2 separate regions of the Mus musculus genome follow, and region 1 is linked to region 2. A link is a contact called in public ChIA-PET data. All regions are on one chromosome and are shown on one strand. Each heading gives the region's core, a stretch centred on a gene start, on an enhancer-like site or on the middle of the called end of the contact. The rest is flanking DNA. Distances are from core to core; before and after follow the strand shown. Region 1 overlaps Skap1 (src family associated phosphoprotein 1). Region 2 holds the start of Skap1 (src family associated phosphoprotein 1).

Region 1 (5,757 bases), core at 2,480-4,979, 40 kb before region 2:
GGACAGATTTAAAGATCTAGTCAATCTTGGTAACAGACAGGAAGCATAGTCAACAGTCTGCAGCCTACGAGCCAATCAGAAGCTCAGGCACAGAGGCAGCCAGTTAGAATGTTTCTGCCTAAGGACAGAAAGGTCACTGAACGCTGAACATTGCATATAGAATGTTGTGTGTTACATATAAACCGTGTTTTATACCTCATTAAAGCAAGAAAGCAACAGAAAGAGTAGCAGAGGGGATTTTTCTTATTTTCTGGACATAGAAACTCAGAAATCCTTCGACTTTCTTCTCTTTCCATCTCCTGCCTCCCAGTGCTCTCAATCCCCAAATACTGACCAAAGCTCTATAAACTTCCTCCCTCAGCACGCCCTCCCCCTGCCCTGCTTTCTCCCTCAGATCCACCCAAACTCTCCATGAGTGGGTTCCATCTGTCTTCGTGGCCACGTTTCCAGTGACTCCAAGACATACGTCAACTCCATGTCCTCTGTGTCTCGGCACGTGTTAGTTCTGTGTGCAATGTATCTCACCAAAAAAACCCCCCAACACCTTTCACCACAGCCAGCCTGAGATGCCAGCTCATTGCTACCAGCTTCCCCCAGCCCTCTGACCAGAAGCCAGCTCCTTCTCGGAGTCTTTTCAGAACTACCTGGCTGTTCCCTTTCTAAAGTCTTGCTTCAGTGTACCCTGAGTTTTAGTTACTCTTGCATGCGTTCCTGTCTTTCCAATCGGGTTGTGAGTTTCTGGGAATTATATGTTGAGGATCTATTACTAACGGTGTTGTGTTAGACATCTTTGTGTGCATGTAACTTAAGTGCATAACAAGTTAGAGTCTTACGCAAGCATTTGGTTTCTCTTGCCCCAAAAGGCATGTGTTGTGTTCACCACAAAACCACTCTGTATATAATATGTGCTCAGCAAACGTTTGCTGGGCCTATACATGAACAATCTGGTATTATTCATCGTGATGTTGACACTGCACACAGGTAATATGTGAGATTCAGTAGCCTGAGCTTTCCAGAAGCGACTGAACAGTGCCAGTTCGTTACACTTTTTATGAGGTCATGGAGTCTCATAAAGGCTGGACACACCCTGAATTAAAATCCCAGCTGCAGAATCTCATGCTGGGCAGCCCTGACCCATGAGTTGCTTCTCTGAACTTCACTGTTCTCATCTGCTAAATGGAGAGTCTAAAAGTGTCCACCATGCACACATACCTGCTGTAAGGACTGAATGAAGAAGTTAATTTGTGGACAGTAGACCTAGGCCTGGTGCATGATAAGAGCTAGCTGTAAGTGTTGCTCTTCTGCTGCAGTCGGGACAGCTTCCGCCATAATCGCTCTGAGGACGTGGATCCTGTGGTGTTGTTCTGAGCCTCAATGCACCTAATGCACACTGCGTGCTGCTTTGACACACTTACGGCCACTGAATTTTCTCTTTTCTTTATTCTTTTAGAATTTGGGAGCATTCCTTGTCGCATAGTGAAAAAAACAAAATAGGGCTGGAGAGATGGCTCGGTGGTTAAGAGCAGAAAATCCTCCTCTCGTAAGGACCTGAGTTTGAGTCCCAGCACCCATGTGAGGAAGCTCACAACTGACATCGCTGGCCTCTGTGGGTCTCTGCACTCACCCACACAGAGAAATACACAAATACACATAATTAAAAATGAATTTTAAAAATCTTCTGTAAAAAATAAAATATAAGAGGCTAGAGAGATGACTTAGAGGTTAAGAGCACTGGCTGTTCTTCCTGAGGTCCTGAGTTCAAGTCCCAGCAACCACATAGTGGCTCACAGCCATCTATAACAATATCTAGTATACTAAATAAATAAATAAATAAATATTTTCTTAAAAAATGAGATAGGAGACATCTCAATTCTATTATATATAAAATATAGAATTTCACAACTCTGTCTCTTCAGACTGCAAGTATTTCATTTCCCAGGCTCCAACCCATGTGTCCTCCTATGCTTCTTTTTAGTTAATCTATTCATCTATTTACTGATAATTTCATACATGTATACGACAAATTCTGGTTATGCTCATCCCTTCTTCCCCTCCAGCCCCCACCAACATCTGATCTGAACAAGTCCCCTCCCCACTAGAACATCTTTTTTGTTTTGTGACCCACAGGGTTTAAACGGGGCTCCACGGCAAGGGATGCATAAGGAGACAGCCATTGCAGCAGGAAGCATGAACAACTCACTAATGACTACATCACCAAAGACACTGACTCCCTCACACAGCAGCTGTCCACTGCCCATAGTCCCCCACAAGTGCCTCCCCCGTCCATGGCTGAATGATGACTGACGATGAGCCCAGACTCATACAGGACCCGTGCAGGCAACCACGGTTACTGTGAGTCCACGTATATAATGGTCATGCCATGCCTGTGGTGGTTTGAATAAGAATAGCTCCTATAGGCTTGCTCATATATTTAAATGCTTTGTTATTAGGGAACAGTACTATTTGAGAGGGATTAGGTGTGGCCTTGCTGGGGTAGGTGTGGCCTTACTGAAGTAGGTGTGGCCTTGTGGAGGAGGTGTGACCTTGTTGGAGGAGGTGTGACCTCGCCAGAGTGGGTGTGGCTTCACTAGAGGCAGTATGGCCTTGTTGGAGGAGGTATGTCCCTCGGGGGTGGGCTTTGGGATTTCATACGTTCCAGCCAGGCCTCAGTAACTTTCTCTTCCTGCTTCCTGTGAATCCAGATGTAGAACTCTCAGCTACTTCTCCAGTACTATGTCTTCCTGCATACGGCCATGCTCCCCGCCATGATGACAATGGGCTAAACCTTTAAACTGTAAGCAAACTGATGCTTTCCTTGATAAGGGTTGCTTGGAGGACACCGACCAAGACAATGTCCACGCCCACCTTCCAGTTCTCACATTCTTCCCATTCCTCCCTCTCTTCTTTAGTGTTCCCCAAGTCTTGAAAGTGGCGGTTTGGCTGTCCCATGCTAGTGTAGGCAGCCACCGATTACTTTTTCTCAGAACCTTGATGGACACAGGGCTTGCTCATTTTGGTGAAAAATTAAAAATAATAAAGTTAGGAGAAAATCGCTGGACAGGGCTGGAAAACTGAACAACACAAAATTTCTTAAGCCTCTAAATGAATTTATATTTTTAAAGAGGATGTAAAACATCAATGACTCTCTAGGTAACAACCCCCCTCCCCCCCCTCCCCCCTCCCCCCTCCCCCCTCCCCTCCCCCCTCCCCTCCCCCCTCCCCCTTCCCCCCCCCCCACACAAAATCAACTAAAACCAAACGTAAGAGACCTTCTAAGAGAGACATCTGAGAACAGGAGCATCCACGATGACTCTGGCCACTCACTGGTCCAAGAGCTGCTTGGAGAGCAAGCAAAGATGTCTCATGTGATGCTGTCTTGATCACCAGGCATTAAGCCCAATGTAAACAAATAACCAATACATATTGTTAAGTAAATTAACCACTTCCACCCTGTAATCTTCAGCCTGCTTTTAGTTGATTCCATTTCTCTTTATGGCCAACATAAAAATCAATCCCGGTGACTGATGTTTTGAGAAGGAGGAAGTGAATGGCCGACTCAAACACCAGCGTTCGGAAAAGTGGTCGGACAAATACAAATGCTCTGCTAAATCGGCTCAGAGTGCTGCTAATCCCCTTCTAATGAAGAATTCATCCTGTGTTAGCTCAAAGGGGGTAACAGCTTCGAAGCGGAAGTTGCTCTGTCAGCGATACCTCATTTCATGAGGGGCCCTTGACAGTGAACTTCCTTTACTTAAAAAAAAAAAAAGATCCCCAACACATTTTAGAGCAATCATCACAGAATATTCAAAGGACGGCATTTCACATGACTCAAAATTAATTTCCCTTCTGTGGGTGTGTTTTGAAGCATAGCATAAAACACCTCCAGAGACAGCCTGCTTGTTTACAGAGAGTGACCCGGGCCAAGCTGCATAGCTAAAGCCCTGTGTCCATTTTATCCAGCCCCTTCCGCTTCAGTAAGTACTAATTCTCATCCCACCTGGGAATCAAACCTCTCCCAGGGCTTCCCTCTCTGCCCTTTCTAAAACTGTGAAGGACTTTAATATCACTAACTTATTATTAAATAAATATTCACAGTAGTGAGTTAGAGAATACAAATAAACAAACAAAAAAGCATTAAATTCCACTTGCCAGAAATTACTATCATGGACATTTTGGTCTTTTGGATTGTTTGTCTGCTTTGTTTGTTTGTTTTCCGAGATTTTTTCATGGTGAGATTGAACGTATTTGTCTACCTGCTTTCTCACTTACATACCTTTGGTCAGTATCAGTGACTCGATTATGGTATCAATGATTACGTCACCATTGTGGAAACGTCGGCTCTCCGTTTTGTTAAAACGGAGGAACAAAACAAATGGGACTAAACTAAGGCTGTACTGAACGGAGGCAGAGAGCAACCGAGGTTTACGGTGACCTCACAGTGGTCCATGTTTTAGTCCCAATATCCCAGAGACAGAAGAAGGTGAAGACCAGCCTCATCTACATAGTGAGATCCTGTCTCAGAAAGAGAGCAAGGAAGGAACCGTCTTGTGAAGGCTAGTAGTTTGCCAGGAAGTGAAGGTATACAAATAGAAACATACATTGAAGGAGAAAGTCAGTAGGCCTTGTTGATAAGAGGAGGAGGGGGAGGAGGAGGGGGAGGAGGAGGAAGAGGAGGAGGAAGGGGGAAGAGGAGGAAGAGAGAGATATTAGGGTTAAGGAGTGATTCCCAGGGCTCTGAAAGTCTAACCCAGGAAAACTCATGGGTGAGTGGAGTTAAACCAGGTCTTCTTGGACGCTCCACAATTAGGAATCCTCCAGCAACAGGAACAGAAACCCCAGGTGACAGAGGTTTAGACATGTGATAGAGGTCTGTTTGCCATCATACAGAATATCTGGAGGCTGATTCTAGAGCTAGTGCTGAACTAGATCTTCCCACCTGCCCAGTATCCGCAGATCGATGCTACATGTCACATGTCAATGTACCGTAACTCTCAGGTGTAGAACTTTCTTGAGAGAGACTAGCAGGAGTCTCTGCCTTACATTCTGCCACTCAAACTACGTTCCCTAGAAACCCTAGGATAACCAAAGCAAAGTGGCTGACGTCATGACTCATCCCAAGGCTGGAAGAGCGGAGGGTGGCTGCTGAGGGGGAACTGGCTGGTTCTCTCCCAGCATTGTGGAGCCTGAGGTCTCATGAAACACCCAATATGCTGCCTGCAGATGAGCTGCTCTACAACTGGGCACCCAGGAGAGAAACAACTCTGGAAGGGGGGAGGAAGAGTCTGAGGAGGGCAGAGTGGAAGAAAGGGCTGAAGCAAGAGCCTCAGGGAAGAGCATGGATACCGTGAGGGAAAGGGAGGCTCCACAGAGGGAAGACGTTCTTAAACTTCTGAGGAAGGGGAAATAATCCAAGCTGTGAGAAACTTGAAAGGCCAAAGAAGATAAACATTGGCAGTATCATCCGGATGTGGCAACTGGAGTGACTGGACCATGGGGAAAGTGACTTCATTGGAGCAGAAGATGCAGTGTAAGGATGATAACTAACTGAGGATGGACCAGAGAAGAGGAACCAGAAGGGAAGGGTCTTCAGTTCAAGATGTCTACCTATTCAGGAAAAGAGCTAAGACAGTAGCTAAGGAGAGGGTGGTTGTTTAAGGCATAACGGGTTTTTAACCTGAGGGTGGAGTTGAGCACATTTGCATGAGGTTCAAAGAGATATGAAGAGGGAGCATCAACTTTAAGCAAAAAAAGGGGGTG
Region 2 (6,321 bases), core at 1,587-4,086:
AATCTCGGTATAAACCTTGCACAGTGTCTTGCATATTTTATTTTTTTAAAAGCGAACACATTATATCAAAAAAATGTCCCTGTCATTTTATGCTCCTATTGTTACAAATAGATAAATGTTTAAGTTATGGCTGTGATGGCCGGCATTAAATCACTGTGCAAATGCGTCTGACTTGGTTTATGAAAGCAGTAACTCACTGGGGAAACTCCACCCCCGTGCTGTGTGGCAGCCACAGTCACAGCTCATATCCTGTGACTCCCTCCCACTGAGTGACTATATAGAGATCAAGGACCTACAGATTTCTTAACTGCTAACGGTGAACCTTAAGAAGTGTGTGGTGGGAGGAGGCGTATAACCAGACCCAGACAACAAATTGACAGCCATTTTAGATGTCTAATATTCACAAGTTGTAACACAGAGAATCATTTGACTGTTTTACGATAGAGACCGCATTCCATTAAAAACAAAAACCTATAGCCAATATGTTATTATCATCACATGAATCTTTCAAAAACATATTTTTAACCACTTTTCAATAGAATCATTGGTTATATCCCACTTTATATTTTTCCCTCCACTTCAGAATCAAGAGCAGAATTACACGTTTAAAGGGAGGGATGGCTTTAAAGAAACAGTTAACCAGTGAAGCACCTCACAGTGGAACCTCAGACTCCTCCCTATCTTCTAAAGACCCGCGCACTATCAGAGATTGTTAAGACACAGCAAGTTTGATACAGAAGTATGTGACACGCAATTAATCTCCATTCATACCCGGCTCTGCTTGTCAGCAAACAAAGGTTCTGCTTTAGAAGGAGATCTGAAGACTTCAATTAAAAACAGTCAGCTAACAAGAAAACGATCTGAGCTAAAGGAAGGCGGCAGGTGCAAAAATGAGTTGTTTACCAAAGTGTCAGTTTTGAACAATAAAGAACTGCACATCAAAAATGTCGGAGGAGGGGACTGTGTTGCTAGCCTCTGAAAATAAGAGGGAATTTTTCTATTGATGCCTGTGCACCAAACTGAAGTGACATTTAGCAAGCTTGTAAAGTGGGTTTCTTCTCATAAAATGACTGACACCAATAAAAAGAGACACTCGGTCTTTAAATACAAGGGTAGAATTCAACTTGTGGCTGCAATTCCTTCTCTAAAAACCAAAGACAATTGTACAACTTCCTCTATGTACCTAATATTGAACCAGCACTGGCTAAATCTCGTTAGATGCCTGGTGATTTCTTCTATCTTCCAAATAACTTTATTTCTACAGTTTCTTGGTTTACAAGCTAAGTGGATTTTTAGATAATTTAGAGAACATAGCTCAGTAGTGGAATGTCTAATGACCCTGTGTAAGGTTCTAGATTCAATCCCCTAAGTACAAGAGAGGGTGGTGGTGACTAAAGGTGCTTGCCACCAAGCCTGAAGACATGAGTTCTATCCCCATCACCAGAAGATGCAAGATGAATGCCAACTCCCAACAGTTGCCACCCGAACTCCACAAACAGGCTGTGGCACATGCACACCCACACAATACACTCCAAAAATAGATAAAAACCTTTTTCTAAAATAGATTTTTGAAACATCGCCTCAAAAGAAACACATAGCCGCCAACTCTTACAGAGACGCTATCCAGAATAGAAACAGGGCTACAGACAGAATCCAAAAGCACTGGCCAAATCCTTGATTAGGAGGCATTTATACCCAAGATAACAAGGTAATGGAGATATAAAACCAATTAAATTGAGAGAAACTGGAAAGAATGCAGCTTGCCAAAATCATGACCTGCCCAAAGCAGGCCATCTGTTAACGATGTGTCAGATGTGTCGCCTGGATGCCGAAAGGCTTAATTCTGAGCGGTTTCCTCTTGAGACCCTTATGCAACTGCAGATTCCAGGTTTCTGTCCTCCCAGGAAGGGAAGGGCAGTCATAGGAAAATGAGTAAAACTGATTTTCACCATGGGAGCCAAGCACAAGATACCGTCCATCAGGGAAGTCTCTTCGGAGTGTATGTTGAGTGTCGGAAAGTGTGACCTTAACTGTAAAGGACAGTTTTAAAGGTGAAACCATCACAACAGGACACTTAGGGAAGGGAAGGACACCATACTCTGAGGTTTATGACACCCCTAGAAGTCTTCAGGTTAGGAAATGACTCTCACACTTATAAGACGTCCCCTAACCACCAGGCTTGGCCCAAAGACCATAAATCTCCAGAGCCCTACTGTGTGCCTAGGAGATGTCTACCCAGAAAGGTGTGGGTCTTCCACAAGGTGAGGAGTCAGGACTGGGAAGGATGAGACCTAATCACTGCACACCTCAGGGATTTCCCGGGGTGACAGGTTCAAGACCAAGCAAGGTGTCAAGGGAGGCCATGAACTGACCCGTAAGACCTTAGAGACCTGGAAGTGTTGATGCATCTGGAAGTGATACAGATGCCTAGAAGGAACAGAAAATATGTAACTCAAGGGAGAGGTGGGGACCTTGAGGATGAGAGAGAGGCTAGGGCTTTGGGGACAATTGGGGGATTAAGGACTCTGGAAGCCTGGAACTTATAGTAGGTAAGTGACCAGGCTAAAGAACTAGTACCCTAGTGTCTCCTTTCTTGCCTTCAGCCCAGCACTGAGAGGCCCTCCCGGACGGGATGGGTCAGGACAGAGGTCTGGCACTGAACCAGGAGTTAGTTACCTTCCAGGAGCCAACAGATCTCCTCCGGGAGGGCGACAGCCTGCATTTGGCGAAGCGAGTGGGCGGCCGCAGCAGAAGGCGGGATAAGGGACGTGTGCCTGCTCGGACGGCGGGCGCAGCGAGCTGCACCCCAGGCACCTGTACCTCGGCTGTCGCCTGGGGGGGGGGGGGAGGCGCTGGGCGGGGCCGCCGGTCGCGCGCTCAGGAAGCGGCGCGCGCAGCCGGCGGCGGGAGCCCGGGACCCCGGGCGCAGGTGCACTGGTGCCACTGAGGTGGCACGCAAAGTCAATGGCGTGGCCCTTTGAGCCCCTCACCAAAAAATTGCCTAGATTCCCAAGAGCCTTGGAGGCTAGGTTTTGGCGGAAACATCTAAACACTGAGCAGTTTGACCTTGGGGCTGTAGGTTTAAAAGGCCATGGCTGTTCCTGGACTGGGGTGCAGAGGCAGAATCCAAGAAAGAGCTTGGTCCTTGCCAAAGATATAGTGCCTCAGTTCTGATCCAGCGCACTGTCGGGGAAAGCCCTGCTGGTTAGAAATTAAAATCTGGAGTCCCAGCGACAATGCCGATCGCCAACATTTGAAAGACTCAGCATCAGAGGCAATACCCATGGAGAGACACGGAGGGAATGTCCTTCCCTCTGGAGGTGAAAGGCTGAGAGAAGGTGGGAAACAGCTCTTTCTCGGAACAGAGGAAGGAAGAAAGTGATCAACGAGATCACAGGGCTGTGCCCTTCCCCGCTCAAAGTACAGCCAGTCAGTGATCAAGTTTGGGTGGTAGTAGGTACCAAAGATGTTGCTACAGCACGAACTTGGGCAGTGGTACGTGGAACCCTTTGTTATTTTTGTGGACCGCTTGTGAGTGAACAAGTACTCAAAGGTTGTTTATTTGATTGGTATTTTATAGTACAACAGGCCTTGAAGAAAGTAGAGCAGCATGGACGGTATACGAAAGAGCAAGAGGAGGACTGGCGCATGCCTGTTGGTATTAAATACCAGACTCCGGGGTTTTACAAGGGTGGGGAGACTTTGCAGGTAGAAAATTATCTGTAATTATGTGACCCCTGCATATCTCTCTCTCTCTCTCTCTCCCTCTCTCCCTCTCTCCCTCTCTCATTCTATTCTATCCCCATAATAGGTAAGAAGGATTGGGAGTGGTCCTGGAACACATGAAGGGAGGAAGGTAAGCGATTTGTTAATCTGCCTGGGGGTGGAGATAATATTGATCTCAATGTAGAAGGCAGAGCAAAGACAAGAAACCGTTCAGAAGGGCACAGGGCAGGTGTATATGTCTCCTGGAATAAGTGTGTGCACACACCCCAGGAAGATGCAGTCTCAAGTTTAGGAACCCTCACTTTTAAGGACTTTGGTGGCCTTTAGCATGTCCTGACGCCTGAGAAGGAGTGGTCTTGGTTTCAGGGCCTCACAACCCACCTATAAGTTGCAATAAATTGAACTGAAGGGATAGAACCCGGTCGGGGTCACCAGAGAACCCAAATCCATGGTGTTGCTTCTTACTGGGTGAAGCTATAGTGACAGGCTTGGGCTGCCTCTTCCAGGCTCCAGAGGGGGTGTAGGCTGCCTCCTACCTTGCTGTCTCCCAGATAAAACTGAAGTTGCTCTAAAATCACTTGGGGTGCGTGCATGTTTAAACATGGAGGCTATGTGGCTCACACACATGCTTCTTTTTGTAAACATAAAACTGTTCTTCAAAAGGGGGGCGGTAGGCTTCCCTCTCTAGTGCACAAACTTCCTCCATTTTTCTTCCAGCAATGGGAAAAGAAGGACAGCCCTTCCCTCTTTCTTTAGTAAAAGGCAGGTTTCTAGGATCTGAAGAGAACCCAGAGTGCCCCGTCCCCTTATTTAAGGACATTGGTCAGCATGGTCACATAGGGTAGGTGCTCAGGAGTTGTCTGACAAAGGACAGAACCCCAGGCTTCCTGCCACCTAGGGAGAAGCAAAACCGCACAAGGTAGATATTCTCCTTGCATCTCTTCCCCTGTGGATGACTGGGTTTGGGAGCGATGGAGGTAGAGGGAGGTGTAAGTCAGGTGGTGTGTGCTGGTGACTGGCAGTTTCCAATACGCTATTGTCATGTTGCATCAAGGCTCCTCATTGCAGACAGAAGCCTGCCTCCACACATGAGCGCTGCCCCTCCTTAATCATCTGAGGGCCCTGGTTCAGCAGGCAGCCTCACTCCTAATGACATTCTGTTAAATGGACAAATTCCTTTGAAGCCCTGTCCTCCTTTGAAATCCAATTTCGCAGGAAGCCAAATCTGATTGGGGGTAGCCATGGAAACGACATGAAGGAGTCTTGCAGGAGGTGGAGAGAGGCAAAGAAAAAAAAACACCCGAGATAGTCAAGAGTCCTTTACTGCTCTGTCGGAAATATCAAAGAGATCTGGAGAGGTTGGCAGCAGGCGAGTCCCTGCCCAGGTCCTGTTCTGTGTGGCTAGGTACCATGTGGCTGACATGGAAGAAAGCAGCCAGCTGTCTCCACACACAGGCAGCGGTCCAGATCTGTCTGCCTTCCCCCTTCTCCCCTCCCCCACCCCAATTCCAATGCCATCCCCTTCTGGCCATCACCCCTTAAAGGCAAACAACAAAAGAATGACAAGGTGAAAATACAAGGCCCCCACAGATAAGGGGTCCTAGGGAGCAGAGGCCACGAAATTAATCTAAAATTCCTTGTATAATTAGATAAGATAAGGGTATCTAGAGAGAGGCAGGACAGCCAGAAATGGAGTCCAGCCACACAGCATGCAGAATACGCATGCCCTGTCCTCTGGGACTCATCACATACTGTCAGCAGACATAGGATGCAGAGAATGGAACCCATGTTGGCCTCTGGGCTACTTGGAGATGCTGTCTGCATGTTCTCTTGCCAGGTGGGCGCTAAGTATGCATCCAGAGGGTGTCCAAAGGGCTCAATCAGGAAGAAACAAGAACATCTGGCATCTAGACATCAAGGGGTCGGGAACAACTGCAAGCAAAGCCGGAGCTGGCTGGCACTGCCCCACACTGGGCCTGGTGGGTCTGGGGAGGAGACTGCAGGGGGCAGGTCCTGAGGCTTTATCCTCAGCCTGTTATTGATCCCCGAACACTGGGTCACGACACATGGCAGAGCTGACGTCTGCCCCGTGGATGTGCTGCAGCCGCATCTCAGCCTTTCCATCCCAGCCCCATCAACCAGGTTTATTGACTCTTTTATTGACAATGCTGGGTCTTAATGAGGACAAGAGTTGCACACTTCATTAAGGGATATGGAAGGAGAGATGATACGCAAAGTCGGTGCCAAAACCCGGCCTCACTATACACTTTTCAAGGCCCCAGAAACCAACACCAATCGTGCCACCTTGAAGGCAGAGGAAAGGCAAAGATGCCAATATGGCACATCACATCCGTCTCATCTGTGGTCTTAGAGCACAGAGCTGCCAACACCTACCAGGAGTTTTGTTAAATCGAATTAGCGAACCCTTCAATTTAGGGGGTTATTATTATACACACCCCCACAAACGAGCACCTTCAATAATCACGCTTTCCAGCTCACACCCGTAAGTAAATTCTCTGCTGTTTGAAACAGCAAGGCGGGCAGGTAGGTAACACACATATTAGAAAATATTCCCACATCAGGTTATCACTGAGG

What was found. ChIA-PET counts read pairs in DNA pulled down with a chosen protein or histone mark.
Region 1: a contact with region 2 is called in an RNA polymerase II ChIA-PET map of memory CD8 T cells, with 3,345 read pairs. The contact joins the enhancer-like site here to the promoter of Skap1 in region 2. A contact is called at or near these places in 1 of 15 datasets of contacts at CTCF or cohesin (CD8 T cells), 4 of 484 Hi-C or Micro-C datasets (CD4 T cells, CD8 T cells, Th1 cells and 1 more), 6 of 115 datasets of contacts at active chromatin or transcription factors (CD8 T cells, effector CD8 T cells, embryonic midbrain and 3 more) and 2 of 9 other capture datasets (adipose tissue and pancreatic islet).

What each region holds. Positions count from the first base shown.
Region 1 is chr11:96,502,848-96,508,604 of GRCm38.p6, reverse strand. All of the region lies in intron 2 of Skap1 (src family associated phosphoprotein 1), which reads right to left. All of the region lies in intron 2 of Gm38960 (a long non-coding RNA gene), which reads left to right. Among named protein-coding and RNA genes, the nearest start is that of Gm38960, 34 kb to the left of the region's middle. Within about 2 kb of position 3,729, at least 18 of the 459 cell types and tissues checked have an H3K27ac peak or open chromatin away from gene starts, as enhancers often do. A contact at or near this core is called in CD8 T cells, Th1 cells, memory CD8 T cells and 1 more, where this site is marked.
Region 2 is chr11:96,461,106-96,467,426 of GRCm38.p6, reverse strand. Skap1 (src family associated phosphoprotein 1) reads right to left here and starts at 2,836. Exons shown (of 12, transcript NM_001177899.1): 1 at 2,677-2,836. The coding sequence starts at 2,722. It overlaps Gm11529 (predicted gene 11529), which reads left to right and starts at 2,880. Exons shown (of 3, transcript NR_033524.1): 1 at 2,880-3,338; 2 at 3,812-3,856.